Regions from separate parts of the Sus scrofa genome. Here region 1 is linked to region 2. Evidence: chromatin contacts called from public HiChIP or PLAC-seq data. All regions are on one chromosome and are shown on one strand. Each heading gives the region's core, a stretch centred on a gene start, on an enhancer-like site or on the middle of the called end of the contact. The rest is flanking DNA. Distances are from core to core; before and after follow the strand shown. Region 1 holds the start of DHX57 (putative ATP-dependent RNA helicase DHX57). Region 2 holds the start of SOS1 (son of sevenless homolog 1).

The links. HiChIP or PLAC-seq counts read pairs in DNA pulled down with a chosen protein or histone mark.
Region 1: an H3K27ac HiChIP or PLAC-seq map of alveolar macrophages shows a contact between it and region 2. The contact joins the promoter of DHX57 here to the promoter of SOS1 in region 2. A contact is called at or near these places in 2 of 5 promoter capture datasets (fetal skeletal muscle and liver), 1 of 47 Hi-C or Micro-C datasets (epiblast stem cells) and 1 of 2 datasets of contacts at active chromatin or transcription factors (alveolar macrophages).

Annotation. Positions count from the first base shown.
Region 1 is chr3:101,457,525-101,464,155 of Sscrofa11.1, forward strand. It overlaps DHX57 (putative ATP-dependent RNA helicase DHX57), which reads left to right and starts at 1,330. Exons shown (of 24, transcript XM_021087593.1): 1 at 1,330-1,427. It overlaps MORN2 (MORN repeat-containing protein 2), which reads right to left and starts at 1,335. Exons shown (of 3, transcript XM_021087601.1): 1 at 1,208-1,335.
Region 2 is chr3:101,205,117-101,211,201 of Sscrofa11.1, forward strand. SOS1 (son of sevenless homolog 1) reads left to right here and starts at 4,452. Exons shown (of 21, transcript XM_021087590.1): 1 at 4,452-4,638. The coding sequence starts at 4,552.

The DNA of each region.
Region 1 (6,631 bases), core at 80-2,579, 250 kb after region 2:
GTTCTTTCTTTCTTTTCTTTTTACCACAGGACCTGCGGCATATGGAAGTTCCCAGGCTAGGGGTCATATTGGAGCTGCAGCTGCCGGCCTATACCACAGCCACAGCAACACCAGATCCGAGCTGCATCTGCAAACCTACACTACAGCTCATGGCAACTCCGGACCCTTAACCCACTGAGCAAGGCCAGGGATCAAACCCACATCCTCAGGGACACTACGCTGGATTCTTAAACTGCTGAGCCACAACAGGAACTCCTGAGAAGTGATATTTTTAATTTAAAAATTAATGTGAGTGCCCGTTGAGAAAGGCTAGAAGCTCATCCCCTCTGAGGAAGAGTAAATAAACACAATAGACATAAGACTTTGTAATACTATAACATAATCAGAGAGAAAGGGAAGGTATAGCAGCCTTGAGAAAGGAGCAGATGCTCATGAAAAAAATATTCAATTAGCAATCTAGGAAACAATAATGTAGTTGTTGATATAAAATGCCTTAGGAGGGCTGAATAGCAGAATGAATACCATAGACAAGTAAATTAGCGAACTGGAATACAAGGTTGAAAAATTTTCCCAGAAAGAGGCATAAAGAAAAACAGAGAAATCACCTGACAAGGCTTTTCATATCTCTCCTCACCCCCAGATTCTTCTAGGAGCCCCCATAACACTCTGGGCCTGTTCCTACGGTAGTATTAGGGTTCTATGAAAATAACGTTTTAGTGCCCGGGTCTCTTCGCGCACCCTACTCCTCTGGGTCAGGATCAGGGATTTCTCACCCTACTGTTCAGCTCTGTGCTTAGTACTTACAGGTGGAAACTGAAAGTCTAGTGAATGCGTGGCACTTGGGAGGATTCGCTAAATGCTTACTAAGCAGAGCACTAAACATGTTCGTACAAGAAACCGAACTGTTTACAATTACCCTTAAATGGTTTCACATTCGAAATTTTGGAATGTTGGAGCTAGCGGAAGGGAACCTAAGAGATCGAGACCATCTGGCCAGAGAGGAAACAGAAATCAGAGAGGCTGGCACTTGCCTAAGATGTCACAACAGCCAAATGAGAATCCAGGTCTCCAGATTCCCACACCAGGAGCTCGCCATGCCCCCACCTCACCCGCACTGTAGACGCTCAGGAAATAGGTCACATTCAGTGCGAGTTCTACCTAAAGGGGCTCTTTTCCGTCCGGGGCGTTGGGAGGATAGGACACTCACTTGACACAGAGGTGCTGGAGAGATTCTCAGGACTCTGCGATTCCCCTTGGGCCGCCAGCTCGGTGGCCCAGAGGGTATGAAGGGGTGGCCCAGCACTGATTACGACTCGGTTGCTAGGGCGACCAGGCACCTCTCACCCGGAAGTGAATATGTAGGTTGAGCCAATCAGAAGGCGCCAGGGCTTTGCTGCTGCAGCTGGGCGGCCGCGCAGCCACACCAGGTGAGGTCCCAGTGGGTGGCGGCGGCTCACTGGTGGGCCTCCTGGCCGCTGGGCTTTAGGTCCTGACAGCCGCCCCGGGAAGCAGCGCTGCGAGCCCAGGACGGCTTCCTCTTCCGCGGACGAGGAATGTATGGCCGTGTGCGTGGTCTCTTCGTCTCCCTGGTTGTCAGTGTGCCGACCCTTCTACGGCTTCCGTCTCCCGGAGCGGTCAGGATCTGAGGATCCTCCCGGCCCGGTGGGATCCAGCCTAACTGGGGCCGGTGAGTCTGCAGCATCAGGATCCAACCTGGGACTGGGCCAGCCGGGGGTGGGCAGCTGGGGTTGTTCACGCTCAGGCTGGGGTCGGAGGAGGTGAATTCATGTTCCGAGCAGGATAAAGGGGATTGGAGGGGTTCAGGCCCCGTTTCCTGTCTCTGTCTCTAGTCTGTGGCTCTTTGGGGGAGAGGATTGGCTACGAAGTATGCTGGAATAAAGGTACCGAGTCAGGGTATCTGTAAGGAGCTGGATGTATGGAGTCAGTCAAAGATTTGCCTGGGCAGGGAGTGGTGTGTAGTCAGTTTTCAGTGCCTTGTTTGGTGATTCTGTTCTTGGCAGCCAAACCTGTGTGTGAAGCAAAGGATACTTTTTCCAGACAAACTTAGGTTCCTGTGTTCACGGTGAACAAAGATAGTTGGAATCTTCCCAAGCTAAATGGATTTATGATGCTTTGGCATCTTATGGCCCTACCTGGCCAGGAAGAAGCTCCCATTCCCAGGGATAGCTAATTAACAAATAACCTGTGGGCACACCTTCAAATGCAAACCAACCAATCCTGCATCCTTACTTCCACCCACTTTGTCTAACCACCAAGCCAAATAGTTCCCTTGCCCTAAATCAGCCCTGGGCCAGGTACCAGGCAACCAGGGACAGTTCCTAAGCCTTAGAGTTTGTAGGAATTACTCGAACTAGCTAATTCTAAACTGTTTACCCCGCCCTGCCTCACCTTTCCCTTGGAAACCCCAAGAAAGGCAGTGGCCTGTGCCTTCCCCTTGTTCCTTTCTGCCTCCTGACCCACCGTGGCATGGCATGCCTCTCCTTTCTAGAGGAGCTGTAAGTAACATTCAACTTTTCTTTCATTGTATTGATCTCTCTGTGTTGGCACCCAGTCACCTTTATAAATTAAACCCAGGCACAAATCAAAGGGGGGCTGGCTTAATGTTAAATTTTGAATTGAAGATACACGGTACATGTTTGTGGAGAGTAAGAAAGAGGTATGGGAAAAGGAATTTCAGCTTTGGAGTCTTTTTCTCTTTTCTTTTTTTCTTTTTTTACAGCCACACCTGCAGCATATGAAAGTTCCCAGGCTAGGGGTGGAATTGGAGCTGCAGCTGCTGGCCTATGCCACAGCCACAGTAACACCAGATCTCAGCTACATCTGCATCTATTCTGCAGCAAGACCAGATCCTTAACCCGCTGAGCAAGGCCAAGGATCGAAACTGCATCCTCATGAATACTAGTTTGATTCTTAACCCACTAAGCTGCAACAGGAACTCCTGGAGTCAAATAGATTGTTTCAGACCCTGGCTCCAGACTTTGGTTCTATTGTTGGTGACATTATACAAGTCATATAATTTATCTGTACTCTAGTCTCCTCTTGTATAAAACTTAGAAAATAATATTTACGTTATATGTGTTTTAGAGAATTAAATGAGATAATCTTATCTTTCCCCTCAATACAGACCTGTATATCCAACTACCTTCTACATATGTCCATTTGAGTATCTAAAAGGTATCTCAAATGTAACATCCGTTCTGATATTTTGACTCTTTCCCTATCTTTTCCTACCCAATATTCCCATTCTGATCACATGGCTGAGTACAGAACCCCTATTCACCTAGTTAATCTAGGCTCTAAAATCTTACAGTCATTCTAGACACTTCTTTCTCATACCTTTCATCTAATTCATCTACCTTTAAAATATGTGGAGAATCTATGACCACCCTTCAGCTCTACTTGCTCCCATCCTAGTCCAGCCCACTATTTTTGTTTTTGTTTTGTTTTTAATCACCAGCTTGAATAATTGCGGTAGTTTACTAACTGGCCTCTTGGTTCTCCTTACCTCCATACAGTCTTTTTATTCTCACGTAGCAGCTAGAGTAGTCGTTTTAAAACCAAAGTTGGTCATATCAAGCTTTTCTTCTGCTCTTCAGTGACTTTCTATATATTTAGAATAAAACTCAAAGTTCTTCCCAGGACTTACATGGCCCTCTCCACTGTCTGATCTGACCTCATCTCCTTTCCTCACTGCATTGCAGACCCACCAGACTGCTTTCTGTTCATTCAACCCAGTGCATTGAAGATGTTCTGGGCTTGGCTCCTCTTTTATCTATTATCGAATTTGTTTAGAATGTTCTTTTCACAAATATTTAATGCCTTATTTTCTCAATATGTTCAGGTATCTGTTCAGATATGATCTCAGAGAGATGACCACTCTTACCTGACTGCTCTATTTAAAATAACAGACTCAGGAGTTCCTATCGTGTTTGAGTGGTTAACAAATCTGACTAGGAACCATGAGGTTGCGGGTTCAATCACTGGCCTTGCTCGGTGGGTTAAGGATTCAGCATTGCCATGAGCTGTGGTGTAGGTCACAGATGCAGCTCGGATCCCACATTGCTGTGGCTCTGGTGTAGGCCAGCAGCTACAGCTCCGATTAGACCCCTAGCCTGGGAACCTCCATATGCTGCGGGTGCAGCCCTAGAAAAGGAAAAAAAAAAAAACAGACTCAGTTTTTCTTTTTCTTCATAGAGCATTTAACAGATATTGTATATTTATTTGTTTATTTTCTGTCTACCCTCTAGAAGGTAAGCTTCACAAGGAGGAATTTTGTCTTTGCTGTTGTACCCCTAGGATCTGGCACATAATTAGTGCTCAGTAAATATTTTTGGAATGAATGAATCAATTAATCTCCATTTTCACATCAGTCATTTATTCAAGCTTCAGTCATTCCTCAGATACATGTTGAATTCCTACTACATGCCAGGCACTGTATCAGAGTATGATAGTAATCAAAATAGATATGACCCTTGCCTTCATAGAGCTTTCTGAGAGGAGGAGTTAGGTGATAAACATAGGAGAAACAGTAAATATGTGTAATTATGAAGGATTTTGAAGAATGGAGTATCAAGAGAACTAGTTTAATTTCTATATATCTGTGATTTTCCAATTATTTTCCTGCTTATTACTAATTTCGGTGTATATTTTTGTTGGGTAGAGTGTTCCATAGATGTCTCTTAGATCTAGTTGATTTATACTGTGTTTCAGGTCTGCTGTTTCCTTCCTGATCTTCTGTCTAGTTGTTTACCAATTTTGAAAGTGGGTATTGAAGTTTCCTACTGTTATTATGCATTGTCTATTTCTGTGTTTATTTCTGTCAGTTGCTTCATGTATTTTGGTGCTCTGTTATTAAGTGCTTATATGTTTATAACATATCTTCTTGATGGATTGACTCTTATCATTATGAGCTATCCTTTATCTCTATTAGACACATTTGCTTTATAGTCTATTTTGTCTGATATTAGTATAGCCACTCCAGCTTTCTTGTGGTTGTTGTTTGCATGATTTATCTTTCCATCCTTTTACTTTTCACCTATTTATAGCTTTGAATTTAAAGTGAGAGATAGGAGTTCCCGTCATGGCTCAGTGGTTAACGAATCCGACTAGGTACCATGAGGTTGCGGGTTCAATCCCTGACCTTGCTTAGTGGGTTGAGGATCCGACGTTGCCGTTGCCATGAGCTGTGGTGTAGGTCTCAGACACGGCTTGGATCCCGAGTTGCTGTGGCTGTGGTGTAGGCCAGCGGCTACAGCTCTGATTAGACCCCTAGCCTGGGAACCTCCGTATGCCTCAGGAGCGGCCTTAGAAACGGCAAAAAAAAAAAAAAAAGTGAGAGATAGACAGCATATAGTTGCATCATGTTTTTTATACAGGCGGATACTTTGTCTTTCGATTGAATTGTTTACCCATTCAGATTTAATGTTATTATTGATATCGTGGTATTTACATTTGCCTTTCTACTTTTTGTTGTTTATATGTCTCATATCTGTTTTATTTCTGTATTTCTAATTTACTGCTTTCTTTTGTTTAAAGTCATTAAATGAATATTTTGTAATGCAGTATTTTAATGTCTTTAATTATTTTTTTGCCTTTTTTTGAGTTTTTGTGGTTTTTTGTGACCTCTCTAGTGTTTATCATATACATCTTAACATCAGAATCAGTCTCACATTTATACTAGTTCAATTTCAGTAATATATAGAAATATTACTCTCATAAAGCTGTATTCCTTTCCTCTCCTCTCCTTTTTTTTTTTTTTTTTTTTTTTGGCTTTTTGCCATTTCTAAGGCCTCTCCCTCGGCGGCGTATGGAGGTTCCTAGGCTAGGGGTCGAATCAGAGCTGTAGCCTCTGGCCTACGCCACAGCCACAGCAACACCAGATTCGAGCTGCGTCTGTAACCTACACCACAGGTCACGACAATGCCAGATCCTTAACCCACTGAGCAAGGCCAGTGGTCGAACCCGCAACCTCATGGTTCCTAGTTGGATTCATTAACCACTATACAATTGTTATAGTATAATATATATGTATAATAATATAGTACGTTGTTATAGTTAGTATTTTACTATCAGTAGTCATTTTCTTATCTCAGTACAGCCATGATCCCACTAACCTGCATTGTGCTGTTATTAGCAAATATATTACATTTCTATATATTGTAAGCCCAATGTTATATCATATATGTATTACTTTATGCAATTGCTTTTAAAATTGGTTATGAGAAGAAAGGAGAAACTGTGCATGTATACTTTTTTTTAATTTTTTAAATTTTTTTTTTTATTTTTTATTTTTTTGTCTTTTTGTCTTTTGTTGTTGTTGTTGTTGTTGTTGCTGCTGCTATTTCTTGGGCCGCTCCCGCAGCATATGGAGGTTCCCAGGCTAGGGGTTGAATCGGAGCTGCAGCCACCGGCCTATGCCACAGCGCACGGCAATGCCGGATCGTTAACCCACTGAGCAAGGGCAGGGACCAAACCCGCAACCTCATGGTTCCTAGTCGGATTCGTTAACCACTGCGCCATGACGGGAACTCCTATACTTTTTTTTTGTTATTGCATAATTACCTTTACTGATGCTCCTTTTTTATGTGGATTCTAATTGTCATTGAGTGTC
Region 2 (6,085 bases), core at 3,202-5,701:
GTTTTTATGCATATTATTTAAGAATTTTTTTCCTACTTTGACCTCATAAAGATGTTCTTTATTTTTCTCACAATTTTATAAATTTTTTTTTTTTGCATTTAAATCTTTCATTCACATGGAAATGTTTTGTGTAGGTTGAGGTAGGGATGTAAATTTCATTTTTTTCCTGCATGTATTTTATCAATGTGCCTGTTTCATCTATTGTACAGTATATCCTTTCCTCACTCATCTGCAATGCTTGCTGTGTCATGAATCAAGTTTCTATGTATTTGACCCTCTATTATGGTTTGTTTGTTCCAATTTGTTTGTTCCACGTTTTCATTACTCTAGCTATATAATGTCTCCATATCTCTTAAGCCAAGTTCTCCTACCTGTTTTTTTACAGAAGAACTTTTTTTTTTCTATTCCACATACATTTTAGAATCAGTTTATCAAATTCCATGACAAACTGTTGGGAATTTGATGAAAGTTGCATTGGATTGGGGTGCAATCAGTTTGAGGAGACATTACGACTTGAATCAACTAGAAAGAGACTTTTGAGAAAAAGGACTCTGCAGGGATCTTGAAAAAGAAGTGCCATCAATAATCCCATATATCTTGAAGAGCTTTTAATCATTTCTTCTAATTTTACTTACTTTGCTCCCCGTCATATTTGCAAGAAGGGAAGGATCAAAGTATTAACTAAAGTATTAACCAAAAGTGATAAAGAATGGGTATCCAGTGGTTTTATCAGCCACTACTTTCTCTGCTGGATTTTCTGGGGACATACTATTTGGAGAAACGTAATTGGGAAGAAAGACAGGGTCAGGGAAAGCATGAAGAGAGGATATGCTGCTGCAAGAGATCTTAAGTTTATCGATGACTGAAACTGCTGTTTCCTATGCATACTGGACTCTGAAGTTTAAGGGAAAGAATCCTTAAATGCGGGCTGAAAAAGTTTTCAGAGAGTAGGTGGCATATGCGGTGGAGGTGACGGCGTGGATAAAAGTTCCACGGTGAGCATGAATATGTGAGAAATGAGAGACAGAAATGATGGTTTCTATAGGAGGCAATACTAGTTCATTTTGAGTGAGAGATAGAGCTGGAAAGATAAGTAGTGGCCCGATTGTGCAAGGCCGTGAATACCAACCTAAGGACTTTGGACTTTATTCTGGGAAGGCAGTGGAAACTCTTGACCAGGGAGTAACTGGATTTGAAGTTTGCTTCACGAAGGTCCCTGTAGCTGCAGCCAGGCCGGGAACCCTGTGATTCCGTTCCGCTGCTGTGCGGGGCGAAGCGCAGAGTGCTACACTCCCACCTACAGGGGGCGCGCCGCCAACCCGAACTTGCTACCCGCCTCCCTCCTTGCTGCCCTAACTCTGACTCGACCCGCTCAAAACTCGGCTAGCCCGCCTGGACACGCCCCCCTCGGGCCTCGGCTAGTTCGTCTGGATTCGCCCGCGTGCGTCACGTCCGCTCTGGCTCCTGGCTCTTTAGAGCCAAAGTGGGGCGCGAACAGAACGTATGCGCCTGCGCCTTGAGCTAACAGTCGCGGTTGATGCTGCGAGGCCCAGGGGATTTTGGCGTCTTCACTAGCAAGTTTCTGACTATGCCACGGTCGTCTTCTTTCGTAGCACGCCCATAAGTGTTTCGACTTGGCCCAAGAAGTATAAGCAAACCGTATAGACAGCCTCGATTGCTTCCTGACCTTATCTGGGACGAGCCCTACACCACCCCCCTTAGGTGTCTCAGCTGAGAGACCTCTCTGCAGTTTCCAGCTGCTTGCTCTCAGTCTGGGGCCAAAACTCACCCCCATACCTACCCTAGCCGTTAAGCTTGCCCAGCCAGTGTGTAATCCATGTTTTCAGGCCTTGTTTGCCTCTGCAGTCAAATCAGAGACTCGGAGTCGAAGGGGACCTTGGAGGTTAAGTCCAACTTCTTCACCCTCCCCGTTGTCCCAAGTGGGAGAAGGTACTCTTTTTATTTGCACACCCCCTAAGATCGCCCATTTCTTAGGACAACTCCGATTTCGTAGCCTTACTGGAAGTTTCCCCTCATTTTCTTTGCTTCAACAATGCTTATTGAGAACGTACTATATGCCAAGTCCTTGAGGATACAATGAGGAGCTAGAGTGAAGACATCGTTGATCTTGGAGTTTATATTCCAGATGGTGGGGGCGGGTGGGGTGGTGGGAAACCAAAACACAAAATAGAGACTGATTTATGCTTGGGAGGAAATAAGCCAAAACTTATTGGAGAAAAGTATAGGTGGGAACTACTTAGTGTGATCACAGAAGGCCTCTTGGAGGTGGTGATATTTATAACCAGCCAAGTGAACAGCTAGGAGCAGCGTGAATTCCAGCCTGAGGGAAGAGCAAAGCCCTTGAGGCAGGAAAGAGGTTCGTGTTTTCTAGGAAAAGACAGAAGGCCAGTGTGACTGGAATGTGGTGAGCCAACTTTGAGAATGGTGAGAAAAGTTTGAGAATGTAAACAGGAGTTAGATGCAGGTTTCGTGGGCCATGGTAAGAAGTCTGAAAAGTATTCTAGGAGCTCTTTTGTGGTGCAACGGAAAAGAAAGAAAGGAGGGAGGGAAAGAAAGAAGGAGGGAGGGAAAGAAGAAAGAAGAAAGTGTTTTAAGAGCAATAGGAAGCCAAGGAATGATTTGGGGCAGAGGCTTGATCTTAATTCAGTCACTTGGAATCACATAAAACACTACCACATATCATATAAGTACTGCAGAGATTTGAAGATGACTGTGGTTTTTTTTCTCAGACTCTTTCTTCTGTCCCCAACTCCTCTGGAAGCTACAGTTATTTTACCTCTTCTTTACCCAGAGGACTTTCAAAATGTGGAGAATTTTAAAATTCGAGTCGTGTGTGTATTTTTTAAAAAAAGGACCTAAGACTTTTAGATTCTCAAAGAGGTCCTGTGGCAATTGAGAACCACTGCAAACATTTCTCATCTATGTGATCCTGGTTATTGTTCACTGGAACAGCAGGGTTCACTAACTTCTGCCCAGGCTGGTTCTCTAAACTGTCTTCTCATCTGTGAAATAAAAACAATAGGACTGCTGAGGATTAAGAGATTATGCTCAAAACTGCTTAATGGTAAAATAAACCAGGAGGTGCCAGCCTCCTGGTAAAAACACCTGCATCCCTGGGATGGAGGAACACTATATATAATGCTCCTTTAGCATTCCATGAACATTCACCAAGTGCCTGTTCTGTGTAGAGTCCCTCGTGAAAAAGATCTGCCTTCCAGGAGTTTATCTAGTTGAAAGAGCCTTGTAGAGATACGAAACACGATAAACTAAATGCCCTAAAAGGGACCCGAATAAAGTGTTCTGGGCTCCAGGAGCTGCAGGAGAGGTGTCAATTTCCACTGGAGGTAAGTGGTTACTGAAGTTCATATTTGAAGTGGGTCTGAAAGATGAACATATTGAATTTAAACACATGCTCACAAAATCAACATGACACGTATTTTATTCTTGGTGATGTGGAAAGACCAATTGCAAACATTGTCATCACTTCCGTTATCCGATAAATATCAGGCTGTAGGTTTCGTGCGACAGGCACCAATCTTTTGTCCAGTCTGTTTACTATACATTGCATGCTTTGGGCAGTCCTTATCTTCATTTTCGGGAACAAAGTACACACATACTCCTTTCCAAAACGAAAGGCCCGGGGACACCAAGAGAGCGCTGGGATCCCTCAGCCCAACAATACAGTGGGGTGCACTTCACTGCAGCGCGCACCCCACCCCGCGGGCTCCAGTCGGTCCAGGGTTCGACCTTTGGCGGCCCTATCGCTCCTCCCCAGCAGCCCTCGGGGGCGCCGCCACAGCCCGGCGGGGCGCCCTCCCTCGCCCGCGCTTCCCTCCTCCTTCGCTGGGGAGCCGGAAAACCCGGAGCGAACCGGCCCTGCCCGGCGGCGCATGCTCAGTAGCGAGCAGGTTCAGTTCGCTAGTAGGAAGCTCGAGCGCTACACTAGCGTCGGCGGCGGCCGCGGCGGCACCTCAGGGCAGCCAGATTCCCCGACCACGACCTCGGGCCTTTCCCCTCCCCTGTTGGACCTTGCGCCCAGCTCCGCCCCGCCCCGGGTCGCTCGCGTTTTGGGGGTCCCCGCTGCGTGGAGCGGGCGCCGCAGCCGGAGCGTCCCTCCACCCGCCCTCCCCCAGCCGCCGGCTCCGCCGCGGGGCCAGGCCGGGCCCGGGAGCGCAGCCTCGGCGGGCGGGCGGCGGCGGCGGCAGCGGCAGAGGCCAGCCCCGGGCGGCGCCGGCAGGCCGGGGAGGGGTAGGGGGCCTGGCCCCGGGGCGGTGGGGCGGAATGCCGCCGCCGCCGCCTCCGGGCTGCGTTCGCTCTCCGCGGCTGGTGCCCGTATCGGGTGGGTGGCCGGGCGCGGGCCTCGCCCCCCAGGCCCCTCTCCGAGGCTAGCCCGGCCGCGCGGCTCCCCGAGGGGGCCGGGCCGTCCGGTGGGGCTGCGGCCCTGCTCCGCGGGGCGAGCTCGCCCTCTCGCGGCTCCCCGGCCCGACCACCGCCACCCCTCTCCCCGCCCAGAGGCGCCCCGGGGGCACCATGCAGGCGCAGCAGCTGCCGTACGAGTTTTTCAGCGAGGAGAACGCGCCCAAGTGGCGGGGGCTGCTGGTTCCTGCGCTGAAAAAGGTGAGGAGCGCGGGGGACCCCGCTTCCCGGCTGCAGCCCCTGCGAGGGCGCTGGGGCTGGAGAAGGGTTGGGGAGGCGGGGCGCGCGCGGGGCCGTCTTTCTTCCCGGTCTCACCACCTCGCAGAAAGGACGGCGCGCGCCGAGAGGTTCCCCCTCTCTCGCTGGCTCTTGGTGTTGACATTCACCCGCTGTGTGGGAAGGCCGCAGGGAGCCAGGGAGAGTTTATCCGAAGAATCCAACCGCTTAGAGGTTAATGCCCTGCCCCCGATTCAGAGACGTGAGTTGGAGGAGCCTCACTTTTCAGTGGAGGTCAAAGTAGGCCACTTTTTCGTCTTCTCGGTCTTCTCCCGGAGCTGCTGTCAGTCTCCGGCTTTAGGTGTCCAGTCGACTCGTCCTAGTGGGCCCGAGAATGCTCTGGCCATAATGCTCGCTGTAAGTAATTGCAGAGCTCTCCTGCCAGCAGGAACATGGCCTCTGTAATCACTCTTCATTCCCCCGAATTCCCGAACTCGTCCGATTAACAGGGGTGGGTGCGCATACCACTCTTTTCTTCCTTCCTTACTTTCGTTCTTCAATTCTTCTTTTCCCTCTCACTCCCTTCCTCTACTGTCATTGCATTTTTCGATTAGAAATTTTAACCTTTCTGTGTTTCTTCGACTTTGCCCCATTTTTATCTAAAGTTATATACCCCGTGACCTGTACTTTTACATGTTTTAGTATAATTAGGAAATGTTATATTTTGGAAGCTTCTAAGGCACCGTTGTGACTTAATAGAAACTGACGTTTGAATGAATATAAAAACTGCCGGAGTATTTTTGTTTTCCTCTTACTTTTTCTTGTAAATGTAAGGATAGCTTTAGTGTCTTAATACTGTTTCTAAATTTCCATTTGTTACTCAAAAAGTGTTTCAGATTATCACATTAAAAATATTTTTAGTTCTTAACTGAGAGTTGAGGTTATAGTGTACCCTTTCTTCCAAACATCTGTACTTTTAAGAACTGTGTTTTACGAGATGTCTGATATTTCTCAAAGGCCAGCAACTTTTACTTTCCCTTTTGCCCATTTCTCCCTCTCCCCCTCTTGGGTACCTTACAATGGAAACTATTTAGTTTGTTAGCAGAATGTGCTCTTATATTTAAGATATAATTTACTGACATTTTTGCTCAGGTGTCTGACTAGTCACAAACTTCTTTGTGATACTGTTTTCTAAGACAACCAAAGAAATGCCGTGTACCTTACATACTTTATTCATTAGAAATCCTGTCAGGCTCTCACTCCGTTTACTTTTGCTTTACCTGCAAGCTTGACATCCTAGCTTGTAATAGATCAGGATAGGTCTCAGTGATGCTAGAAGCAGGTATCCTGACTATAAGTAGGGGTTAGGTGGGGAAGAGACAGAACAATTATTGAAAATATATAAAAGAACTCAAAAAGTACTATCAGTTTG